Regions from separate parts of the Capra hircus genome. Here region 1 is linked to region 2. The links are chromatin contacts, called in public Hi-C maps. All regions are on one chromosome and are shown on one strand. The core of a region is the stretch at or near the end of the contact, and the rest is flanking DNA. Distances in the headings are between cores, read along the strand shown.

Region 1 (3,943 bases), core at 1,329-3,828, 220 kb after region 2:
TAAACAAAGGCATCAGAGTATAATATTAGTTGTAGGTACGTTATAGTGCAAATGTGGGTGTGTGCAGATAGGAAGAGATGAAGTTGAGGAAAAAAATGAATGACATCTTCTAATTTTCAAAAGAGTTTTACATAAAAGTTTTATAATTTACAGAAGGTTTTTACATATTCTCTACAACTGCCTAGCAACCACAGTGTCTAATATATAGGAACCATCAATAAACACTGATAAAGTGAGAAAATAAATGTGCGTTACCTTATGTATTCCTCACATAGCTGTGATGAGATAGGCACAATTGGGATCATTTTACAAGTTGGCCCTGTTATGTTGGTAAACTCCATTATGATTGACATAGCATTGTCAGCGGTGAAGAATCCACCTGCCAATGTAGGAGGCACAAGAGACTCGGGTTGGATCCCCGAGTCAGGAAGATGCCCTGGAGTAGGAAATAGCAACCCACTCCAGCATTCTTGCTTGGAAAATTCCATGGACAGAGAAGCCTGGTCAGCCACAGTCCATGGGGTCGTGAAGAGCTGCACATGACTGAACACACACACATATGTTGTACAAACCCAACTCATTTGAGCTTCACAACTGCTCTGTAACTAAGCAGGATTTTAGTCCCATTAAAAAAAGATTTGATTTCCTAAAAGAAATCAACCCTGAATATTCATTGGAAGGACTAATGCTGAAGCTGAAACTCCAGTACTCTGACCATCTGTTGCAAAGAGCCAACTCATTGGAAAAGGCCTTGATGCTGGGAAAGATGAGGGCAGGAGGAGAAGGGGACAACAGAGGAAGAGATGGTTGGATGGCATTACTGATTCAATGGACATGAGTTTGAGCAAACTCCAGGAGACGATGGACAGGGAAGCCTGGCGTGCTGCAGTCCATGGGGTCACAAAGAATCAGACTCGACTGAACAACTGAACAACAATAAAGAAAGATGGATCATAACGCTGTTAGATGGCTGTACTCCAATATAAAATAAAAAGTTTAAAACTTAAAATAATTTTTAATTATTAAAAATTAAAACTGTGGCTGAAGTAGTCAGGGCCAGGTAGTCAATAAGTGAAAGAGCTGGACCTTGACTCCAAAGTGAAAGTTGCTCAGTCGTGTCCCACACTTCGTCACCCCATGGACTGTATAATTCTCCAGGCCAGAATACTGTAGTGGGTAGCCATTCCCTTCTCCAGGGGATCTTCCCAACCCAGGGATCAAACCCAGGTCTCCCAAATTGTAGGTGGATTTTTTTTTTTTTTTTACCAGTTGAGCCACCAGGGAAGCCCAAGAACATTGGAGTGGGTAGCCTATCCCTTCTCCACCGGATCTTCCCAACCCAGGAGTCGAACTGGGGTCTCCCGCACGGCTGAGCTACTAGGGAAGCATGCCGTTTGCCATTGCTTCCCACCTGTGAAATGTTCCACAATTTGCAGTCCTGGAAGCTGCTAGCTACACGAACCAAAGCTACAATCCTTGGGGCTATTTTCCCCCCTAAACATCTTACTGGGGATTTTCTACTGAAGATCTTCACTAGAATTGGTCTGTGCTGTTACAGAAACTGTCACTTTTGGGGGCGGGTAAAACATGCTGACTGTGAAACGGTAGAGAACAAGGAGGGGGGGTGGGGAAAAGGTAGACTTTGGCGCCATCTTCTGTGAGCTGCTGTTTTTACAAGCCATGCGTGAACGAAGTAAAATCGACAAGAAATTTTGTGTTCTATTCTCTGGTACGCGATCGATTTTGAAAATCTCTTGTAAGAAGAAACACGGAGAACAGACACCTAATAAAACATTAGTTAAATGCTAAGCTTCTCCCCTACTAAAACACTGGTCAAATCTGCTCCCAGATTGAAGTTTTACTATGCTCACTTTCCCCTCCAACCTTCCCCTCAAACACTAATGTCCTGTAGAATAGCAACGGCTAGAGAAGAGAGAAAGGGAAAAAGGCAAAGACTGTGTAAAGCCACGGACGTGGAGAACCTGAGAACTGATTCTAGACGCAAAGCTAGCGAAACTCGCACTCTCAGGGGCAGGAGAGACACGTACTTCCAGCAACTTCTGAAAAACAGGTAACCACAGCAGAACGGAATCAAGGAAAGCCAGGCCAGCTGCCTGCAGCAACAAGCCTCACTCCCAGCATCTTGGCTGGAGAGCCTCTCGCGCTGCTGTCTGGGGCCCGGAGCTGGGATCTCCGGGTCCTTCCTTCGCCGCTGCTCTGGGCGAGTTATCTCCGCGGAGCCGGACCTGGCAGCTTCATTTCACACCGAGGAGCAGCTTCAGACAAGCTCAGGATACTTTTCTCCTTTTCCTCTCTTGAGCTTAACTTCATTCACGTTTATTTTCAACGACTTATTTGTAGGACACCGATCATCACCGCCCCCTACCTTCCACCCCGGAAGACTAAACCTATTTTCCCAGTGATATTACCCGGTACTTGCGCATTGTTTGATGCTTTTCAAAGGCCGTCAAGGTGTCAGCTCACAGCACCCCGCGAGGTGGGCAGGAAGGTGCTGCTCTGCTCCTGCTGCCACGCGGGAGAAACCGAGGCTCCGAGAGGACGGAGTGCGTGGTCCGGACGCCGCCGAGCCATCGCCCACGGTGCCTCGTGGGGACCCAGCGGCTTGTGCGGTGTGGAGTGGAGACAGGGCCACTGTACCAAGCCTGGGTGACCTGCTCTTACCGCCACCCCCTACCCCAGGCTGCCGGAGCCGGTGCTCGTGGAGCGGGAGGCAGGCAGGGAGGGAGGAGATCCGGGAGAACCTGCTGAGAACACCTGAGTTGAGCGCGGGATGGATTCACCGACACGGGCTGATGGTTGAGCACCTTCCAGGAGCTGCTGCTCCGGGAACCCAAAGCTGGGCCCCGTGCTGTCCTAGGGGCTTTCGGTTACTTGGGGGCACAAAATGGTTACAAATAACCGTGATACAAAGCAGAAAGCCGTCATTATCGTAAGAGAAGAGGTTTTCTTTCCGCTGGGAGCTGGGCCGGGGTGGGGGCGGGGTGGCGGCAGGGGAAGATGGGGGCAGGGGTAGAACCAGGAGTGGGGTTAACGGGGGGCCTGGAAATGTGTGAGGGATGGTGTGAGATCAGACGCACACACTCAACCACACTCGCATATACTCACGCGCCCTGACAGAGGCACCCTCCGCGCCTGGCCCAACCAGGGGCCAGCTCCACGTAAAACCCTATGGAGCAAGTCACAGAGGTATTAATGAGGCTGAAATTCATGAAGATTTTCTCCACAACTGACGATGGCAAAGGCCTTTCTCGCTTCACTTTTTCACACTGTGGATCTGTTTTGGCTTTGCTGGAACCGTGTGTGATGGACTGTAGCCAGTCAGGCTCCTCTGTCCGCCGGATTCTCCAGGCCAGAATACTGGAGTGGGTTGCCATTCCCTTCTCCAGGGGATCTTCCCGACCCAGGGATCGAACCCGAGCCTCTTGTGTATCCTGCATTGGCAGGTGGGTTCTTTACCATAAGGCCACCTGGGAAGCTTGCTGAGACCAGGCTGTGCAAAGTGTCACTGGCTTGGGCCAATGAGGCAGCTTGGCCTGGGTTCTGGAACCAAGGGGCCTGGTGGTGAATTACAGGCCTGCGAGCTATTTCTGTTTGCCGGGGCCTCCAGAGGTTCCTGGAGATGGGAGAGTGATCACTGAAATTGATCCACGGTGGAGTGTGTGCATCTGGGCAGCAGGAACTCTCCATCAAGGGGACACTATGCCTGTGACGTGTGTGTCACTCTCTCCCCTCACGCCCCTTTCTCCCCTCCCCCATGGCATGACTGCTTAAGGAGCTTGGCAGGTGGAGCAGGTTCCTGAAAACGCCTGTGGCAATTCCTCTTGGGTGTTTAGAACACAGGAAGCAAGGAAGTGATTTCAGGTGTTCAAAAGTGAACTGCAGTTTCCATTTAGATGTTAAAAGCATCACCAAGATCCAAGAT
Region 2 (3,690 bases), core at 1,017-3,516:
AGTTTTTTAAATGTTGAGCTGTAAACCAGATCACTCTCCTCTTTCACCTTCATCAAGGGGCTCTTTAATTCCTCTTCCCTTTCTGCCATTAGGGTGGTGTCATTTGCATATCTGAGGTCATTGATATTTCTCTGGGCAATCTTGATTCCAGCTTGTGCTTCATCCAGCCCGGCATTTTGCATGATGTGCTCTTTTCTGAATATTATTTTAGAAAAGCCTAAATTTAGGAGTTCATCCTAGCAATTTGTTAGCACACTTCCTAGAGTGGGGATGAAAGAAAGCACAAATGGTGACAAGAACGCCTCCTTCCTGAACAGATCATGTTCTAAGGTGCAGTTTGGTAATATAGCCCACCACACACTCCCTCACCTACAAGCTTCCTCATCTCTCTAGCTCACAGATATCAAGCAGAAACACTGATTTGCATTTTTATTTTACAGGTTTTACGGGCACATTAACAGAAGTCTTAAAAAGGTAAAAGTTGCCCTAACATTCTGCAAACAAATTAAACTCTTGTTTGAGGCAATTGGCATTTTCTTTCTAGATTCCACATTCATATTATATGATTTATGTAGTTTTACTTGTAGTTGAATTTGAGAACTGTCCACTAACTTATGCTCTCTTTTTCCAAAATTTTTGTTGTCAATCTAAGAGTAGAAAATCAAAAGTATATTGGTTTGCAGGTGAAACTTCTCTTGAAATTATTCTATTTAATTACTGGGAAGTTGTTCATCAGTGTAAAATTATGAACAATGAGAGAAGAGAAAATGCCATCAAATTTCCCATTCAGAAGGAATTTCTTTGAGGTTAGATTATTCTTATGTGAGAGAGAGAGAGGAGAGAGAATAAATGACCAACTTAGAATAAGTTCAAACTTAGGTTGGAAAATCAAAAGCCCTTTCTAAATGCCTCTCATAAATAATTATATTAAAATAGCAAAACAAATAGAGTACAAATTTATTTGTTCCCAAATATATACCCTTGAACTTTAGTTATCATGTAGAAAATTATCCATTTGCCATTGGTTGGAAGTTTAAAAGAAAGCTAGTGTATAGAATAGGATGGGTTTTGGCATTGAGTGAGGGCGAGGAGATGGGTCCCTTAATACTGCCTGCAGAGTGTAGCAGCAACTTTCTGAGGTCACATTCTGATTCTGGGTGGCCATCCTTTCCCTCAAGGAGATCCAAGACTCTGGAGGTGTGCCTATTTCATTTCGTAGTGGATGAGACTTACCTTTGCACGACAGACTCTAGTTAAAATCCGCCACCAGCTATTTACACTGGACCTTCAGAGACCTTTGAAACCAGGTACAGTCCTGGCTGTTAAGAACACAGAATAGGGTACTATGTAGCATACATTATGTGAAAACATGACCGTAGTATTCGCTCAGTGGTTTCAGTAAGTTGTTGTCCACTAGACTGTAAGGGTGAGAAACATCTGGAAGGTTCTCAGAAAGTAATGGTTTAGGGGGAAAGAGGATGAGAGTAGGATTACCAGGTTTAGGAGGTAATGAATAAAACATGAGAGGTAGGCTTGGAATCATGAACTTTCGCTGTTGTCTTGGCAGGAGCTGAGGTATAAGAGTGTCCTGGGGCTGCATTGAAGTGAGTTGACCATGGGGAGACGGTTAAGTGACTACACAGGGGAATCACCATTTGAGTTTGGTATCAAGAAACAATCAAAGAAGAAAAGTAAAAAAAAGACAGAAACTTCCGTGGGCAGCCCAGTGGTTAACACTGAATTTCCAATGCAGGGGCGCAGATTCAATCCCTTGTGAGGGAACTGAAATCCCACAGGCTGCGGGGTGTGGCCTAAAAAATTAAAAATTAAAAAGAGAAAAGAAAACATCAAAGTAATTTAGCCAGAGAATCCCATTTGCAGGGTGTGTCTGTGTGTTAACTCTTCATAGCTGAGGATACTCTGTTGGATGGTTACAGATACCACTTCCAACATTCCTCATGTCTGGGCTTTGTTCTCCTGTCAACCAAACATGAGACCTCAGGCAATTCCTCGACCTCTGATTCTATCACAATGTGATAAGGTCCTGTGTCCCAAGCCCCAGGGTTTGTTTTATCTGTAACCCGATGCCGTCCTTTGGTCCCTAACCTGTTAACTGGACTGACCATCACGGTGCAGAAGGTGCTGGTGAGAAGAGATGGTTCACTTCCCCTCGAGGACAGTGGACAAGCTCAAAGAGAGGTCAGACCACAAGGGGAAATCCAGCCAGCCCCTGGGGGCACGGGGAAGGGTGTGCTGACAGCAGACTTCTGGAAGGAGGGCAGGAGGGGCCACCAGTGGTTCCGCTGCAGTCACGGAACCGGGGCTGGGGCAGAACGGGGAGGAGAGAGGTGATGGAGCAGCATCAGGCATGCAGAACGACTTAGCCGAGTAATTAGAAGGGAAATGTCTTGTTATCGTTTTTGATTTTATGAGTATGTATATGTGTGTGTGAGAGAGAGGAGAATGTGTTATGTTTTAAACAAGAGAGATAGGTGATATTTACTTTTGTTTCTGGTAAGATCTTTTCTGTGATCATAAGAAATTCACATGACGGGAAGTGGAGTGGTGGTGCTGGACCTCATTCGCAGTTTCAAAGAGTGGAAGAGGGACGTCTGGAGAGCCATTCTCTTCTTTAAAAAAATTTAGTTTTCTTTTATTTTGATTTTGATTTTTGATGCAACATGTGGGATCATAGTTCTCTGCTGCTACTGCTGCTGCTGCTAAGTCACTTCAGTCATGTCTGACTCTGTGTGACCCCATAGACGGCAGCCCACCAGGCTCCGACGTCCCTGGGATTCTCCAGGCAAGAACACTGGAGTGGCTTGCCATTTCCTTCTCCAATGCATGAAAGTGAAAAGTGAAAGTGAAGTCGCTCAGTCGTGTCTGACTCTTAGCGACTCCATGGACTGCAGCCTACGAGGCTCCTCCGTCCGTGGGATTTTCCAGGCAAAAGCACTGGAGTGGGGTGCCATTGCCTTTTTTGCTTTTCCCTCATAGGTTATCACAAAATATTGGAGTTCCCCATGCTTCACAGTAGGTCCTTGTTGTTTACCTAATTATATGTATATTATACATATATATATAGAGAGAGAGCCATTCTCTTAATAAGAGAGGTAAATGCTCGTCGCAGTAAGATCAGAGGTCCTACATGACTGATGTCATCTGGACCTTGTTACACAGGTCTGGCTGTTTCTAATCTAAGCATATCATTCTTCATTGTGTTAAGTATAACGGACCATGCTGCAGTGGAGTGAGGGAACCAGGGGCAGCTGTGCCATAGGGGCCTTTGTGGAAAGTGCTTGGTAATACGAACAGCAGCATTATCAGTTTTGGAGGTACCCTCCTCTTCTCCTTTTGCACTGCCTTTCTTTGGGATTGGAATGAAAAGTGAACTTTTCCAGTCCTGTGGCCATTGCTGAGTTTTCCAAATCTGCTGGCATAGTGAGTGCAGCACTTTCATAGCATCATCTTTCAGGATTTGAAATAGCTCAGCTGGAATTCCATCACCTCCAGTAGCTTTGTTTGTTGTGATGCTTCCTGAAACCTGCTTGACTTCACACTCCAAGATGTCTGACTCTAGGTAAGTGATCCCACCATCGTGGTTTCTGGTCTTTGAGATCTTTTTTGTATAGTTCTTCTGTGTATTCCTGCCACCTCTTCTTAATATCTTCTGCTTCTGTTAGGTCCATA

What was found. Hi-C and Micro-C count contacts between places; a contact is called where the count stands out from the background.
Region 1: a contact with region 2 is called in a Hi-C map of blood, with 12 times the contacts expected there. The contact joins two enhancer-like sites. A contact is called at or near these places in 3 of 5 Hi-C or Micro-C datasets (all in blood).

What each region holds. Positions count from the first base shown.
Region 1 is chr28:36,554,588-36,558,530 of ARS1.2, forward strand. No RefSeq gene overlaps it. Among named protein-coding and RNA genes, the nearest start is that of GPR137B, 26 kb to the left of the region's middle. Within about 2 kb of position 2,579, at least 1 of the 5 cell types and tissues checked has an H3K27ac peak or open chromatin away from gene starts, as enhancers often do.
Region 2 is chr28:36,332,090-36,335,779 of ARS1.2, forward strand. No RefSeq gene overlaps it. Among named protein-coding and RNA genes, the nearest start is that of EDARADD, 36 kb to the left of the region's middle. Within about 2 kb of position 2,267, at least 1 of the 5 cell types and tissues checked has an H3K27ac peak or open chromatin away from gene starts, as enhancers often do.